Regions from separate parts of the Drosophila melanogaster genome. Here region 2 is linked to region 1. A link is a contact called in public Hi-C data. All regions are on one chromosome and are shown on one strand. Each heading gives the region's core, a stretch centred on a gene start, on an enhancer-like site or on the middle of the called end of the contact. The rest is flanking DNA. Distances are from core to core; before and after follow the strand shown. Region 1 holds the start of 4E-T (eIF4E-Transporter). Region 2 holds the start of PlexA (Plexin A).

Region 1 (3,994 bases), core at 447-2,946:
TCAGTGTGCTTCTTTTCATCACTTGGAATGACTTCGCGGAAATTTAAACTATCATTGCTGTTTCTCATCGAAGCTTCATCTTTGCTTGCTTGCGCGTCTAAATTTTTATCAAGTTGTTGAATTTGATTATTTTTATCTTCAGTTACGGATCGCTCTTCGTTTTTTTCCAGGTCTTCAAACCCGTGTAGATCAATAGTTTCTAGCTGTGATTTAGGTCCTGCACTGAACCATTCAGGTTCTTCGTGAATGAGATAGGAATTGCCACGCTTGCTTCGGCTTTGAGTACTGAAAGGCTCCTTACCAGAAATGCGTCGATTATTAATTCCCTGACGATCAAAAGACTTTTTGGAGTCATATTGAAAACGACGATCTGTGACTTCGGGAACACGTTCAACTAACCTTCCACTGAATGTTCGAGAACGATGTTGGCTTTGATTGTGCTGATTAAGACTGCTTGTACTTCCAGATCCATTTGGAGATGTTTCCTTTTCATTCTCAATGCTGGCTTCTACGGTCTTTTCGTTTTTGTAATCCCAATTATCACTTCTTGGCAACAGCCGACCGCTACCAATCCGCCTTTCTTGGCGGGATGTTGAAAATGTAGGTGAAGATGACATGCATTGGTCGTGATCCGGCTGAACAAAATTCAAACATGTCTCAGCAGTATCCAACTCGCTACCCTTACGGCTAGGCGAACTGGCTGCCTTGCCCTTGCTTGCACAAGTGTTTATCCCCTCGTTGCTTTCCTCGCTGTTGCTGCCTTTCGATATGACAAAACGCCTCTTTGCAAATGCCGGCATTAAATGTGAAGATGATATGCTACGGTGATCGATGATATTCAACTTATAGGGCTGTCCATGAGAAAGCGCATCCTTATCTTTATCCTCCCCACTTATTAGAAGAGAATCGGTAGGTACGAAGCGCTGGTAATAGTTGTTTGCCCGTTCTCGATTTCTCATAGCGCGACGTGAACTTATTGAGCTACTATTGGAACAAATTAAGCTCGAGTTATCTGCTTCTGGAGAAAGTCGATTCTTGTTTTGATTAGAATAGGCGCTGGACACGGTTAACGCAGCTGTGTTCAGATTAATTTTCCAAAAACCTAGCGTCTGCAATTCAAGTCGTGTTGAACATTGCGGGCGCTGTCGACTTTTACCTTCATATCTTAGAGCTAACAGGTCTACTTTCGAGTACCTAATGTGAAACAGATTGTTAAAACAATGTTAGTACATATACAAGTTTAAAAAAACAGTACGCGAGAATAATATCGAAAAAGTTGACTAAAATTTACCAATATTTAATCCACATACCTGGCACTAATCTTTGATGTATCCATTGCTAAGGACTATAGTTCACTGTGTAATCTAACTTATTACAGAAAGTCGAAAAAGTTAAGATATCCAAAATTATTAAAAACAGAACACTCTCCTATATGAACGGGAGAAATTGTACAATGAATATACAAATAGTACACACCACTTATGCAAACACACACTTTGAAAAATTAATATATATATATATATATACGTATTTTAAGGCCATATATATGACTGTTGAGTTTCATGAGAATATAATCCCAAGACGCTTACATACATATATAACAATTTTTAATGCTCACAATGTTGCGATTAGCTTTGTGAATATCACGCTAAATTGGAGTGGGATATAGACATTGAAAATATTTTGTTCTTATTGAACCTTAAGGCATTATATATATTAATATTGAAACATTAAAAGAGAAACACCGTGAAACAATGGAATTTTGAAGTTGTGACATTTGTGGGAAAAGAAATTCTAGGTTTTTCCTACTGGTGCTAAAGCGATACCAGACTAAGCATATCTGTCCGTTCGTATGAGCGTCGAGTAAAGGTGCCGAATGTTTTCTAAAATGATTAATATTATTATTTACACTTGAAAAACAAAAAATAAATTTTATTTATGTAACGTCGATGTTTTATAAAATAGTTTATATGATTATTTACATTTGAAATACTCATAATATATAATATAAATAAGAATATTTTTATATTATTAAACTATTAAATTTTAAATTTAATATAAAACAAATCAAGAAATTATAATCAGGCATGCATTACCGAATAATCGTAATTTGTTTCCGAATTCGATTTGATTTCGTAAAATTTTTTGCTGTCGGAGTGTTTTCTGTACAGTAAACAGCTGTTTAAGCTGTTTTCCAGCGGACACCTTTTTCACAATTTTAATTCCGATGTTCGCATTTAATTTTTTACTGCATTTTGACCGTTTAATTAATTAAATTAAATAGCATTACTTACGAACACTATAGGCCATCTTTTAAATTAAGATAATTAATTCTTTTATATTTTATAAGTAAGTTTAGTCGACGCACGCATGACCCCATGCCAAATCGAAAATTTTTTTTGCCGACGGCAAAATTTTGTATGTCAAATTTTTAATGGGGTCAGAAATAAATTGTATATAAAATAAATAATGAATATAAATAATTAATATAAATCAATAGACCACTGAGTAAACTATTTTTTCCCTTGGTAAATAATATCTTACGTGATATAAAAATGGGCATATACTTTTCATTTCGGCCAGACAAAAGTGTCCGTTTTACAAATCGAAAAATCCTTACGAATTTGAAAACCGGAGCACCGATCTTGCGTTTTAAAATGCCAAATCGAAAATTTTTGTTGCCGACAGCAAAATTTTGTATATCAAATTTTTGATGGGGTCAGAAATAAATTGTATATAAAATAACTAATGAATATAAATCAATAGACTACTGAACTATTTTTTCCCTTGGTTAAGATCTAACGTGATATAAAAATGGGCATATACTTTTCATTTCGGCCAGACAAAAGTGCCCGTTATACACATCGAAAATCCTTACGAATTTGAAAACCGGAGCACCAATCTTTAAAATCGAAATCGTAAAGTACTTCGATTAACGGAGCGTGCCCGATAGATTGATTTTGAAATTTTTTGTAGGTGTACACAGTTATACAAGGAAGTGCACGCCTAACGCTAAAATATGCTGCCGGCGGTCTGATGAAACATGCACGGAATAAGTGTTCGGTCGACTTCGGGAATGATCTTCGTGCACAATGTCTAGAAAATGACATCATGTTCCACACAATGTCATGGTCTATCAAAATCTATAGAGGTTTAGAGTTAAATACATAGCTATTTTTATAGTCATAGTCCCCTTTTTTTGAGAATATACGATAGTTTTGGTTATGGTCTAAGAGTGCGTCACCCAATTTCTATATGCCGTCCTGCATTGACCTAACGGTCTCTACCCACCCATTAATGAAGATAATGACGGCGGTATCGTAAGGATGGCAAAATAGGGATGGTATGGCACAGTACGAAGAAATGTGGTACAAATAAAGCCATATGTCGAGTTATTAAAAATCAAAGTTTTTCATATTTTTCGTATGGTGAGAATTTGTCGTCACATACCATGTCCAAGGGAGTAATAATTTGAAATAAATTGTTAAAGATTATCATACCAAAGACATTAGAATAACAGGATGCGTAACGTCTTACGATTTTTTGGCACACGGTTTTTTCGCCGTGGCTCCAGGCCCCCTCGAATTTTTGTTCGAGAGCGAGAGAGCGGAGAGCGCTACAGCGCACAGCTCTTTTCTACGCATACAGTGATAGCAGACAACTGTGTGTGTGCACACGTATCCATGCATTGTAAATTTGACAATATATGTACATATGTATGCCCTTCACCTTAGAAGTTCATAGACATTAAATCTATATTATTTTTGATCAATTGGCACCGTGCGAAAAATTCTTGTTTTGCATTGCCTTAACGTTATTATTATTTAAATATAGCTTAGAAATAGTAAAAGCCGAATCATAATGTCACAAAATAAATTTTAAAAATGACTGAATGAAATGAAATGAATGATTCAGCTTGCGACTTGTGAAAAATTAATAAGACATTGTTGAGTGCTTTCGTCTGCACTTCGTGCCTCAAGATATACTTCCAATA
Region 2 (3,870 bases), core at 1,064-3,563, 69 kb after region 1:
CATACAGATTCTAAAGACAAATACGGAGCGAAAGTTTGTTAACCTATGTTGCCACGCCCACTCTAACGCCCTAAAACCGCGCAAAACTGCCACGCTCACATTTTAAAACAAATTTTAAATTTTTTCTCATTTTATTCCTTAATATTGATATCCCAGAAAAATAAAGCAATTTCGCGTTCGCATTCACACTAGCTGAGTTACGGGTATCTGAGTCGGGGAACTCGACTATAGTATTCTTTCGAATTCTATTTGTGTGGATCACCAAACATTGAAATGCTGTTACATATAGATTATAAATGTATTTCGTGAACACCCAATAAATCGTAATTTTGAAAATCTTCACAGCCAAAAAAACTCAGTTTAAAAATTTAATCACGTCAAAACAAAAACTGTGGGTTGGCTGTAAGTGTACTTCCCTGAAACATGGGTAGTTTATCGCATAGTTTAAAATGATGTCGTACAAATAGTTTTGAAACTACAGTTAAGGTTAAAATAATAGCACTACTGCAGGTGGAAAATTGATATCCTAAAAAAAATTATAAATTTTTTTTTTTTTAAGCCAGATTGCATGAATAATAAGTACCATATGTTGCCTCTTTGAGCAATAAATTTTTAGTCTCTCAATTTAACGGTTCTTTTTGTTTTTGGGCACTTGCTGCAAAAGTGCGCGAAATGAGGCGGTAACAAAAATAGCACTGAAAACGTATTTGCTGAATAAAATTAATGGGAGTGATTGCTTTGGTTTTTTTTACGACAAATTTTGAAAAAAAGGTGTTGCATTAAAGGTTTTAATTGAATTTGCTCCAAACGAAGACCAAAAATTCTCTAGTCATGGGTCACGGAAAGCATTGTACCGTCGAAAAAAGAAATTTGATTAAAAACGTGATCTCTGAAGGTAAAACCTACGCTGAAATTGGTCGCATTGTCGGTTGTTCAAACAAAATGATCCGCAAATCACTGCTGTTTGTCGAAAAGAACGAAACGCGGCGAGGAAAGCCTTCAATGTCCAACTTGGATGCTCTCCAAGCATCCAAGCGCTTGGTTCGGCAAAGCAAGAACCCGGTGACGGAACTGAAGATGGAGCTTCAGATATACTGGCTCAACTCCTTAATATGAAAATCTCACCCAAAGCATAATTCATGAACCAACGTGCTCTACCATTTACTGTCTCCGAATAGGACTATAACCGACCAAAATATATTCCGCTACTGCCGCTAATATGTTGACCGCAACTGTACATATATATTAAACATGAATCCATATCATGCTATAAATATTAATGGAATGGAAATCCCAAGCTAAGGAGTTTCCTATGTATGCTATATAAGCATATCTCGTTTTTGCAATAAAAAATTTCCTCTACCTAACACATTAATTGTAAAACTTTGAACAAATTCAGTTCCAAACGTTCAATTTTTTTCCACTTACATATATTCGCACTCAGGCCACTTATTCCAAGCCATTTCGTTATAGAGAATTTATGTAGTTTTAAAGTATATTCACGGCTATTCCAGGATTTCAAATTTGGGCGAGCGTGCACAATATTTGGTAATTTCATTGCAAATGCATATATGCATACTGCACATACATACATACAAATTTGGCCAGCGCCCGAATTTAAATACATATAATAAACCGGTAAAATGTAAGTGCACTTAGTTTAAATGTTTTTAGGCAAAGATTATTGAGAGAAGTAAAACTCGATCTTTTGCATTTGGAATTTTTGGGATATTCTGGTGCACACACATCTATACAAAATGTATATATTTATATGCATACACATGCACATCATATACAGCAAATTTTATTTTGCTGCTATCTTTCCCAATGCATGATGCATTTAATTTCGTATGTGTGAAACGCAGCTAACAATGTATTTAAATAAGAGCCACACTTTTTAAAAATACTATTTACATAAATATAATATATACTTAAGTACATAAAACAAAATGATTGCATGGCCGTTTTTAATTTTTACATACATACAACGTTGTATACCAGTTAAAGAAAATTTGTATTTTCTTAATAATTCTAAAGCAATGCAATATACACTGGAACGTTAAATGATTTTATTACACTTTTTTTAATATTTAGCAAAAAATGACAATTTTGTATGTATATCTGAATTATGGAACGGCGATAGTTTTCTAGTGAACAATCGGAAATCCGGCTTACTGTTTGTTTTCCTATATTTCACTCATTAACTATTATTTCTTTACATCGCAAGTCACTGAACATAATTTCTGTCTATTTTCGAATTACACCACACTTTAATTTACACATCATTGTATGTAAATGTTATCGATACTATAAGGCAGAGGAGAGAATTAAACAACTAGTTGTTAGTCCTAAGACCCGTTCATACCTATCACTATCGATACCTAAATTAACCGATGGCACACTTCAAAATGTAATGTTCACGAGTACATGGAAAATGTCTTGTTGTTACTGTGTAATGACTCGTACGAAAGTAATTTGGAAGGGGTTTGATTCCCAAGCCAGATAATATTTATTATCTCTCTAATTTCCTTGAGCATTATTAAAAAATGAAATAAATATATTTAATATATTCGTTTTCTTTAATATCGATAGTGTGATGAGACTATAAAGGTCTGTTCACAATGAAAATGTAAATTGAAAAATTGGACTTAAGAATTTCATGCTAACAGCTCCTCAATCCACAGCAAATATGTGCGCAAACTGTATCAAAGCATAATTTTGTTATTTAAAATTTCATGGCACAACTTTTTTTTGTTGGCCTTTGTGCACATTTTATGACCTATTGAAATATCTTCAACTGACACCGACTGCAGATGTGCATATTTACACATCTGATTTAAAGCATTGTTGTTATGACCATGTAGTTAGAGACTTAGTTAGTTAGTAAGAAAAAAAAATAATCAATAATTTCACTGTTTTGAGGGCTGATTAGCAATAGAGATTTTTTCTAAGAAATGACATATAGATAAAAGTTAAATGAATTGAATTGCAGGGTGTTTATTTGCACATGTACACATGAAGTGTATTCCACTATTGGCTGCTTACATTCTCAGCTTCGTGCGTGCGCAGTTTGCGGTATTTTTGGCGCTACTAAGGTAAATTCTATCCATAAATCGTCTATCTCACGTTAAACAACAGGATATCAACAACTTGTGGGAAACTGTCAGAAGATACCGTTGACGCACTTTTCAAAAGTTTATTCCCCTAAATCGTAAAATAGAAATGTAGAAAGGAACAAACTTATGGAGAATTGATATTTTCGGAACTATGAACTCTAGAGAGCTCAGAGCATGTAGATTCAAGTGACGCCACATTTTTCAAGATTGTTGCAGAACGTTTGTTGTTTAACCCTACCTCCCACAATCTGCCTTAAAATGTCAGAAATAAAAGGTTTACCCGTTATTCAGATAGTGGGAACAGTGGGCGTGGCTAAAATACGTTTGGCAAATCGATAGAAACAGCCAAGAGAATTTATAAAATAAAATCGAAAAATAATTCTTAAGAGTGGGCATAACAGTTTGGGTGTGGCAAAATTTTTGTGGTATGTCAATATCATGACAGATAATTAAATGAAAACAAAATAACAACACAACGCCCACAGAAATTGTGGGCGTTAGATTGGGCGTGACGTCGTTATGATACAATCTTGCTTATCCAATTCAAATTTAAATGATCGAGTAAATATTTTGAGAAGCACATGCCCAACCGACTAATAACGGAGGGAAATAAGATTTCAAGCAAAATTTTTTGAAGTGCTTTGTAGGATTAAAACTCGAGTGCCTATAATACATGTATACTATAAATTCCATTCTATATGTACAGCCTTTCCGCCGAATACCCCTAAAAAAACGACAACCAAATCCAGTCCGA

Evidence for each region. A called contact is a pair of places that touch in the nucleus more often than the background predicts.
Region 2: a Hi-C map of the Kc167 cell line shows a contact between it and region 1, with 2.7 times the contacts expected there. The contact joins the promoter of PlexA here to the promoter of 4E-T in region 1. A contact is called at or near these places in 21 of 107 Hi-C or Micro-C datasets (the Clone 8 cell line, the Kc167 cell line, the OSC cell line and 8 more).

Annotation. Positions count from the first base shown.
Region 1 is chr4:956,696-960,689 of dm6, forward strand. 4E-T (eIF4E-Transporter) reads right to left here and starts at 1,697. Exons shown (of 8, transcript NM_166798.2): 1 at 1,311-1,697; 2 at 1-1,194. The coding sequence starts at 1,336. It overlaps lncRNA:CR45201 (long non-coding RNA:CR45201), which reads right to left and starts at 2,739. Exons shown (of 1, transcript NR_123751.1): 1 at 2,529-2,739. It also overlaps asRNA:CR44030.
Region 2 is chr4:1,024,788-1,028,657 of dm6, forward strand. It overlaps PlexA (Plexin A), which reads right to left and starts at 2,314. Exons shown (of 10, transcript NM_001258499.2): 1 at 1,983-2,314. It also overlaps asRNA:CR44031.